2 separate regions of the Mus musculus genome follow, and region 1 is linked to region 2. Evidence: chromatin contacts called from public HiChIP or PLAC-seq data. All regions are on one chromosome and are shown on one strand. The core of a region is the stretch at or near the end of the contact, and the rest is flanking DNA. Distances in the headings are between cores, read along the strand shown. Region 1 holds the start of Tipin (timeless interacting protein). Region 2 overlaps Map2k1 (mitogen-activated protein kinase kinase 1).

The links. HiChIP or PLAC-seq counts read pairs in DNA pulled down with a chosen protein or histone mark.
Region 1: an H3K27ac HiChIP or PLAC-seq map of embryonic stem cells shows a contact between it and region 2, with 10 read pairs. The contact joins the promoter of Tipin here to the enhancer-like site in region 2. A contact is called at or near these places in 5 of 39 promoter capture datasets (cranial neural crest, embryonic stem cells, frontonasal cranial neural crest and 2 more), 1 of 484 Hi-C or Micro-C datasets (bone marrow-derived macrophages), 9 of 115 datasets of contacts at active chromatin or transcription factors (the HPC-7 cell line, embryonic stem cells, extraembryonic endoderm stem cells and 3 more) and 3 of 9 other capture datasets (adipose tissue, liver and pancreatic islet).

The regions. Positions count from the first base shown.
Region 1 is chr9:64,279,491-64,282,881 of GRCm38.p6, forward strand. Tipin (timeless interacting protein) reads left to right here and starts at 2,095. Exons shown (of 8, transcript NM_001324557.1): 1 at 2,095-2,157.
Region 2 is chr9:64,218,411-64,222,212 of GRCm38.p6, forward strand. All of the region lies in intron 1 of Map2k1 (mitogen-activated protein kinase kinase 1), which reads right to left. Among named protein-coding and RNA genes, the nearest start is that of Uchl4, 15 kb to the right of the region's middle. Within about 2 kb of position 2,386, at least 27 of the 459 cell types and tissues checked have an H3K27ac peak or open chromatin away from gene starts, as enhancers often do. A contact at or near this core is called in embryonic stem cells and extraembryonic endoderm stem cells, where this site is marked.

The DNA.
Region 1 (3,391 bases), core at 845-3,344, 61 kb after region 2:
TGCCTATTTCCTCACCAACCCCCTCCATTGGAAACACTCACCCCAGAGCTTTAAAAACCCTGTCTTCCTCACGCCCAAGGCTGATCTCTTGATCCCCGCTTTTAGGTGTGCAGGAATAAAGAAAAAGCTTGCTTTAATTAATTTGGCCATGATGATTTGGGTCGGTGTTCTTTCTCCTCCAATCTTTGGAGTTAACACAGGAGCACGAGATACTCGTAACTGTTGAGCAATCTTTCCAGCCCCACCCAGCTCTGCTTTTATTTTGTATGTGGGTGTGAGGTACAGAATCAGGAGGTGAGCACTGGTTGCTTCCCTCACAATCTCATTGTTAAAAAAGACTTCCTGTGGGGCTGGAGAGATGGCTCAGTGGTTAAGAGTGCCGATTGCTCTTCTGAAGGTCCCGAGTTCAAATCCCAGCAACCACATGGTGGCTCACAAACATCCATAACGAAATCTGATGCCTTCTTCTGGAGTATCTGAGGACAGCTATAGTGTACTTACATATAATAAATAAATAGATCTTTAAAAAATACTTTTATATGTATGGTTGTGTATGTAATACATATATGCCTGTGTACATACATACCCATGCATAAATAAACCTACATACATAAATAAACCATATATGCATCTATACATACCCATAACTACATGAATAAACCATTCATATTTACATACATATCCACACATATAAACATACATACATAAACCATGATATACATACATAAATCTACAGAGTGCTTGGTTCTCTGGAGGTCAGAAGAGAGCCTCAGATACCCTGGAATCATACACGGCTGTGTCACTATGTGAGTGTACTAGAGTCCCCTACATGAGCAACATGTACTCTTAATGGTTAAGCCATCTGTATGTCTCAGCCCCCCCCCCCCCCCTTTGAGACAGGGTCTCTCACTGTGCCTGGAACACATCAGTTAAACCTGGCTGGCTGGCTAGCCAGCTGGAGGAATCTGATTTTTGCCTTCTCAGAATCGGGATTCCGGGTAATATCAAGCTGTTTTTTAACCTGGGTATTGGAGATCTGAACTCAGCTCATCATGCAATGTGGGGGAGTCCTTTACCCTCTGAGGGATCTCCCCAACCCTGCCCTCCCTTTTTGTTGTTTGTTTTGAAACAATATCTCACTGTGTAGCACTGGATGGCCTGGAACTCCAGGGATCTGCCTAAGATTAAAGGTAAACACTGGATCCAATACTTTTTTTTTTTTTTTTTTTTTTTTTGATTTTTCGAGACAGGGTTTCTCTGTGTAGCTCTGGCTGTCCTGGAACTCACTTTGTAGATCAGGCTGGCCTCGAACTCAGAAATCCACCTGCCTCTGCCTCCCAAGTGCTGGGATTAAAGGCGTGTGCCACCTCGCCCGGCCGGATTCAATACTTTTAAAGAAAACAGGGAACCCTCCTTTTTTTGTTGTTGACATATTTCTTTTTTCTTTCTTAAAGATTTATTTTATGTATGTGAGTACACTGTAGCTGTCTTCAGACACTCCAGAAGAAGGCATCAGATCCCATTACAGATGATTGTGAGCCACCATGTGGTTGCTGGGGAATCGAACTCAGGACCTCTGGAAGAGCAGTCAGGGCTCTAGTCACTGAGCCCTCTCTCCAGCTCTTGACATATTTCTTTGGGTCTACACGTCTAACCCTAACTACAAACTACAATCTTTTCCTCATATCTTTATTTAATTAACAAAATTCATAGTCGTGGCATTTTGCTATTCTGAAGATGCAGTAATTTTCCAGCCAAAGTTGTTTGACACTACGTTTTACTCCTCTACAAATCAGTTTTCTTTTCTTTCTTTTTTTTTTTTTTCTCGTAGACGCTGGCCTGGAACCTGTGGCGATCCTCCTACCTCAGCCTCCGAGTGCTGGGATTCCAGGCGTGCACTATTATGCCTGGCTTCCATCGTTCGTGTTCTAAACCCGGAGACCTATTTCTGGAGCTAATAAAGCGCCCAGAACTCATTGCCGTCCCAGACATTCCGGATGGGTAGGCGGGCTTCCGAGCGCGGTGGGCGGGGCTCAGACCCTTAGGCTCCTCCCACGCCTCTTCGCCTACCCTTGGCGCCAAATTTCTCAGCTTGTCTCGCGGAGCCGAGTCTCGCGAGAAGCGGTGTTGGCGCGCTTGGCGGCGGCCGCTGTCTAGGTGAGGTGAGACCGGTTTCTGTGAGCGCAGATTTTGGAAGTGGAGCCCGCGTTGCAAAGGCGGCGCGGGGCGCGGGAGATGGGGTCTCACCCAGGAGCCAGGCGGAAGCGGGGCTGAGGAGGAGCGGGCGGAGCGGGTGGGAGGCGCCGCGGGAGGATGGCGGGCCTGCACCGGAGCCGCGCGCACGGACCTAGCTGAGAGGGAGGCTGGGAAGCGGACTCGAGGGGAGGCGAGGGAGAGGTGACATCCCTAGGGCTGGCGCCGACGGTGGGACGAGAGTGAGGGTGGTGGGACTTCCTTTAGGGCGAGGAGCTCCTGTTTTGACAACTAGGGAAAACGGTAGGTTGGAAACAGGTCCGGGAAGGACTTGTGGATCGGATGTTGAATTTGTCACGCACACTGCTCTGGGAGTTTGAGGACCTGGAGGGGGAAAGAGACTTAACTCGTTAGTGTCTAAAACACGTGTGACAGTTGTCAAGGAGAGAAGGAAGGGCTGTGAACATCTAATTCTTTACAAACACTGAGAGAAACCAGTTTACTGATAAGCCCCACTGTGCTTTTTTGGTTAATTGCTGGTTATTGTAGTTTTAAGTCCTGTTCTCAAACTCCCATTAGAATGGGATTGAGTGTACTAACTAGATGTTTTGAGGATTGGGGTGCTTGTTCTGGGCCTGGAACCCAGGCCAAGTGGTCCTAGGTAGAGTTATAATCTACCCTTGGTTCCCACATTTAAAGGTACTCAAAGACGTAGCGGTTTATTATCAGGAGCCAGTACTTTGTTTTTATAAATTTACGGTCACAAATTTAGAATTGGGGACAGCTAGTAAAGGCGATATAGTGCTGGGGAACAAGCCTTACTGAGTGTGATCCCTGGGTCTCATGCAAAGCTGGAAGGAAAGAATTGACTCTACCCACAGAGTCCTTTGCTACTTTGTGGATTCTTTCTTCCACCCTTCTCTACCCTTAATCTACCCTTTAGGCTCCCTAAAAAACGAGAGGATAGGGGGAAAAATGGCAACATTATCTTTACCCTGCAGATGAGGAGTGTCAAGTTCCTTGGGGCATGTTTGAGGCAAGGTGAGGACCTTGAGGATGTGTTATTTCTTCTCTTGCTCACCACTAAACAAAACCACAGCCAACAGCAAGCAGTCAATCCTGGCCTTTACCCTCTGAAAAGTCCTGAGGAAGCTATCTGCAGTTAGCAGAATCGCCGTTACAGCATTAGAGCTCAAGG
Region 2 (3,802 bases), core at 1,136-3,635:
GAGTTCCACTGGGGGAAGAAAAGAGATGGGAGGGGAGCAGAGTAGTCACAAGTTAATTTGGCATTTTCCAAAAGAGACCAGGTCCATGGATTCCTTCCTTCCTTCTCTCCTTTCTGACTTCCATGTCCAGGGTCTAATCCCTTCCTCACCACCTAAGGAAATGACTGCTGAGGTGTGCTTTCCAGAGTCCTAGTCCCACCAGACCCGCGGGACAGGCTGTGTGCTGTGATGGTCAGACACACCGGAGGCCCCTGGGGGTGGAAGAGTGAATCAGTGGCCTTAACTTAATGATCCACTAACTTGATTAACAAGTGGGACTCTGCACAAACCACCTTTCCTTGCCAGGTTTCAGATTTCTCTTCTATACATTGTAATAGTTTCATGCTTCGCTTCAAGAAGGCAGAGTCACACACAAGCTCATGAGAAGTCCTGAAATGCTAACCCATTCTACATAATGGTAAGGCAGTCCATGCAGGAGCATGGGAGCAGAAGCCAAGGCAGCACCAGCAAGACCTGTGCCTTGCCTTCCTTCTTTCCTTTAAGAATTCTTATAGCACTTTCAACATTTTTAAGTCTTTCCAGAGAATGAAAGGCAAACTAGTAGATCTGAGGTAAAGTGAAGATCATGGCAGCAGCTCAGCTTCTACTGTTCACTGGAAAGAAACCAATCAATAAGGTGTTGCTATTCAGGGTCACCTCATCTTGTACTGAGAAGCCAGCCACAAGTCTTGTTTTTCCCTCTCAAGGTGAAATGCTTCAAGCAAAGGAAACAAGAAGAGAGGTCCTTACTGCTGATCCACACCACAAATCCACAAAGCTCAGAGGACAAAAACCTGCCTCTTTTGAAACCATTATTTTTAACTAAAGTCACCAAAAATGACACTGGAAATTAAAAAACAAAACTAGAGCTCCAACAGTCTGTCTCAGTCTGTCTCAGTCTCTGTCTCTGTCTCTCTCTTTCTCTCTCCCTCCCTCCCTCCCTCCCTCTCCCTTTCCCACACACACACACACACACACACACACACACACACACACACACAGAGCCCTCCTTCTCTCCAGAGACCAGCTGTGATCCACTCAAACTCCCTCAAGTACAAAAACAGCACAGTGAAATGTGAATTCTGCACCATGGCTGTCTAACAGTAAACACAAGTTCAAGGAGATACAAGAAGATTATGGGCTTGAAATGGCAATGCACAGAAAAACAAGGGTTGTCACTTGGAGTCTGGAAACATCAGTAGCACCATGAAAGAATGATACTCTGGGTAAGACCGCTGGCTCTTCCCTCTCCCTCCAGGACCTGCTAAGCCTAATTATAATTACACTGCCATACTGGGGGTCTTGTGGCTTAACAGTTTAAATTAAGCAGTAAAAGAGAGACCTCAAGGACATCAAATGGATTCAATCCTCATTGTACAGAACAGGAAAGTGAGGCTTAGAGAGGACAAGGTGGCAGGTCTCCCAGCTCCCAGAACTCTTTTCTTCTTTTTAAAGACCCGCCCACCCAAAACAGGATCTCACTTGTAACCCTAGCAGTTCTGAACTCCTGGAACTCATTATACAGACCAGGCTGTCCTGAAACTCATCCCAAGTGCTGGGGTTAACCTCCCTAGTGCTGGAATTACAGACGGGCATGACCATGTCAGGAACACAACTTTCAAGATCTCTCACACTTCTCTCGATAGCTACTGAACTTAGAAGCTGGTTTAAGGATTATAGGACGTGGAGTTATACATTGCCTAGACAAAAGAACTATGTCGTCCTCAAGCTTCCAGACACAAATCATAGGTGCACGCCAGCACAGCCAGCTTGATAGGTGGCAGGCTCTGTCTTGCTAAGAGAGTACACTAAAGAGAGGGCAGAGGCATGGGCGTGGTAGTCCACGCCTTTAAACCCAGCATTTGGGAGGCAGAGGCAGGCGGATTTCTGAGTTCGAGGCCAGCCTGGTCTACAGAGTGAGTTCCAGGACAGCCAGGGCTATACAGAGAAACCTTGTCTTGAAAAAATAAAAAAAGAACACCGGAGAGGTGGCTCACCGGTTATAGGCACTCTCTGCTCTCACAGAGGGCTGGAGTTTGTCTCACAGCCACCTGTAAGTCCTTTTCTGACTTTTTATGCCTGCCCCAAAGAGTTTTTTAAATTTAAATATTTTATTTGGATGTATGAATGTTTTGCCTGGATGTATGCATGTACACCATGTACATGTCTAGTGCCCAAAGGTTCCTCTAATGCTCAGAGAAGGCCTAAGTCAGAAATGGTTTTTTGTAACCAAGATCTACTAGTCTTGTAGAGATTAGAGATTTGTACTGAACTAAGGAACAGGGCTAAGAAGATAAACAGGTAAGGAAAAGAATGGGCTGCCGGGTGTGGTGCCTTACACTACAATCCTAGGAGGCAAAGGTCAATGACTCTCAAGAATTTCAAGCTAGCCTAGGCTACAGAGTACAACCCAGACTCAGAGAGAAAAAAGGGAGGAAAAAGAAAGGAAAGGGGACTGACTTACTAGCATAAATTATTCTGCAGACAATGACATAGACTTAATGAGCTGGGAAAGGTGACCTGTGTCTTTATCCTAGTACTCAGCATGCAGCTCTGTGGGGTTAAGGTCGGCTAGTCTACAAAGCCAGCCAGCCAGGGTGCAAATGAGACCTTGTTTATAAAAAAAGATATTGTGAGATAGATATATGAAAAAAGTATTGCTTAAAAGAAAAAATGTCAGCCAAGTATTGCTAGCGCACGCCTTTAGTCCCAGCACTTGACAGACAGAGGCAGGTGACCCTGTGAGTTCAACATCAGCCTGGGCTATACAAAGAAACCCTATCATGAAAAACCTAAAGGAAAAAGAAAAGAAAAAAATGTCACTTAGAACAAATGTTTATCTTCCTTTGCAGATAGCTTCCAAGTCAATAAACAAACCTTTACAAAAACCAAGGAAATAGATTTAATTAAAAAGAAATCACTAAGACTCATATTCCTATCCTCCTAAACAAAGATGACAAAAAGGCGCACGCCTTTAATCCCAGCACTTGGGAGGCTGAGGCTGAGGCAGGCCTGGTCTACAAAGTGAGTTCCAGGACAGCCTGGTCTACAAAGTGAGTTCCAGGACAGCCAGGGCTACACAGAGAAACCCTGTCTCGAAAAACCAAAAAAAAAAAAAAAAAAAAAAATACCTTCCCACAGTGTTTTTTCAGACAGTCACACTAAGGCACACACACACACACACACACACACACACGCACGCTGGAGTGATGGAACCACCCACTCCATACACAGGCTGATCCCAATACTGAACAACATCCTGAATCAGAGGGTGGTGTCGTGCTGCTGCTTGAATGCAGTAAGAGCACTTCTAACTCTACCTGGGTGGACAACAGTAACAGCAATGAAATAACTCCTGAATGGTCACTCTTCTACACAGCACAGGAAGGAATTAAAAGTTTGGGGAGAGGGGAAACATCAACAAATGAACGGCAAAAAGACCAACAATAATCTGATAAAAAGTAGAATTTAGATGCAAAGATGGGTGTCTCAAATACTAGAGCATGGCATGCATGTTAATTTACTTGAGACCAGGGACAAGTACAGAACTCTTCCATGGTAGGAGTCTGGAAGGTCAGACTTTGACTCTCCCTTCAAACAGTGATGAAGAAAAAATTCCTATCTTTCAAACAAAACACCCCTGGTTCATCCCTGATACCAGGTACTTTGCTATTATAGTGACTTATTCCCAGGGGAAAGGGATAAAGGTTTTGTAAGCTGTGAGGAGGAACTCCCAGGCTGACATACTCTGAGGGATGTGGGG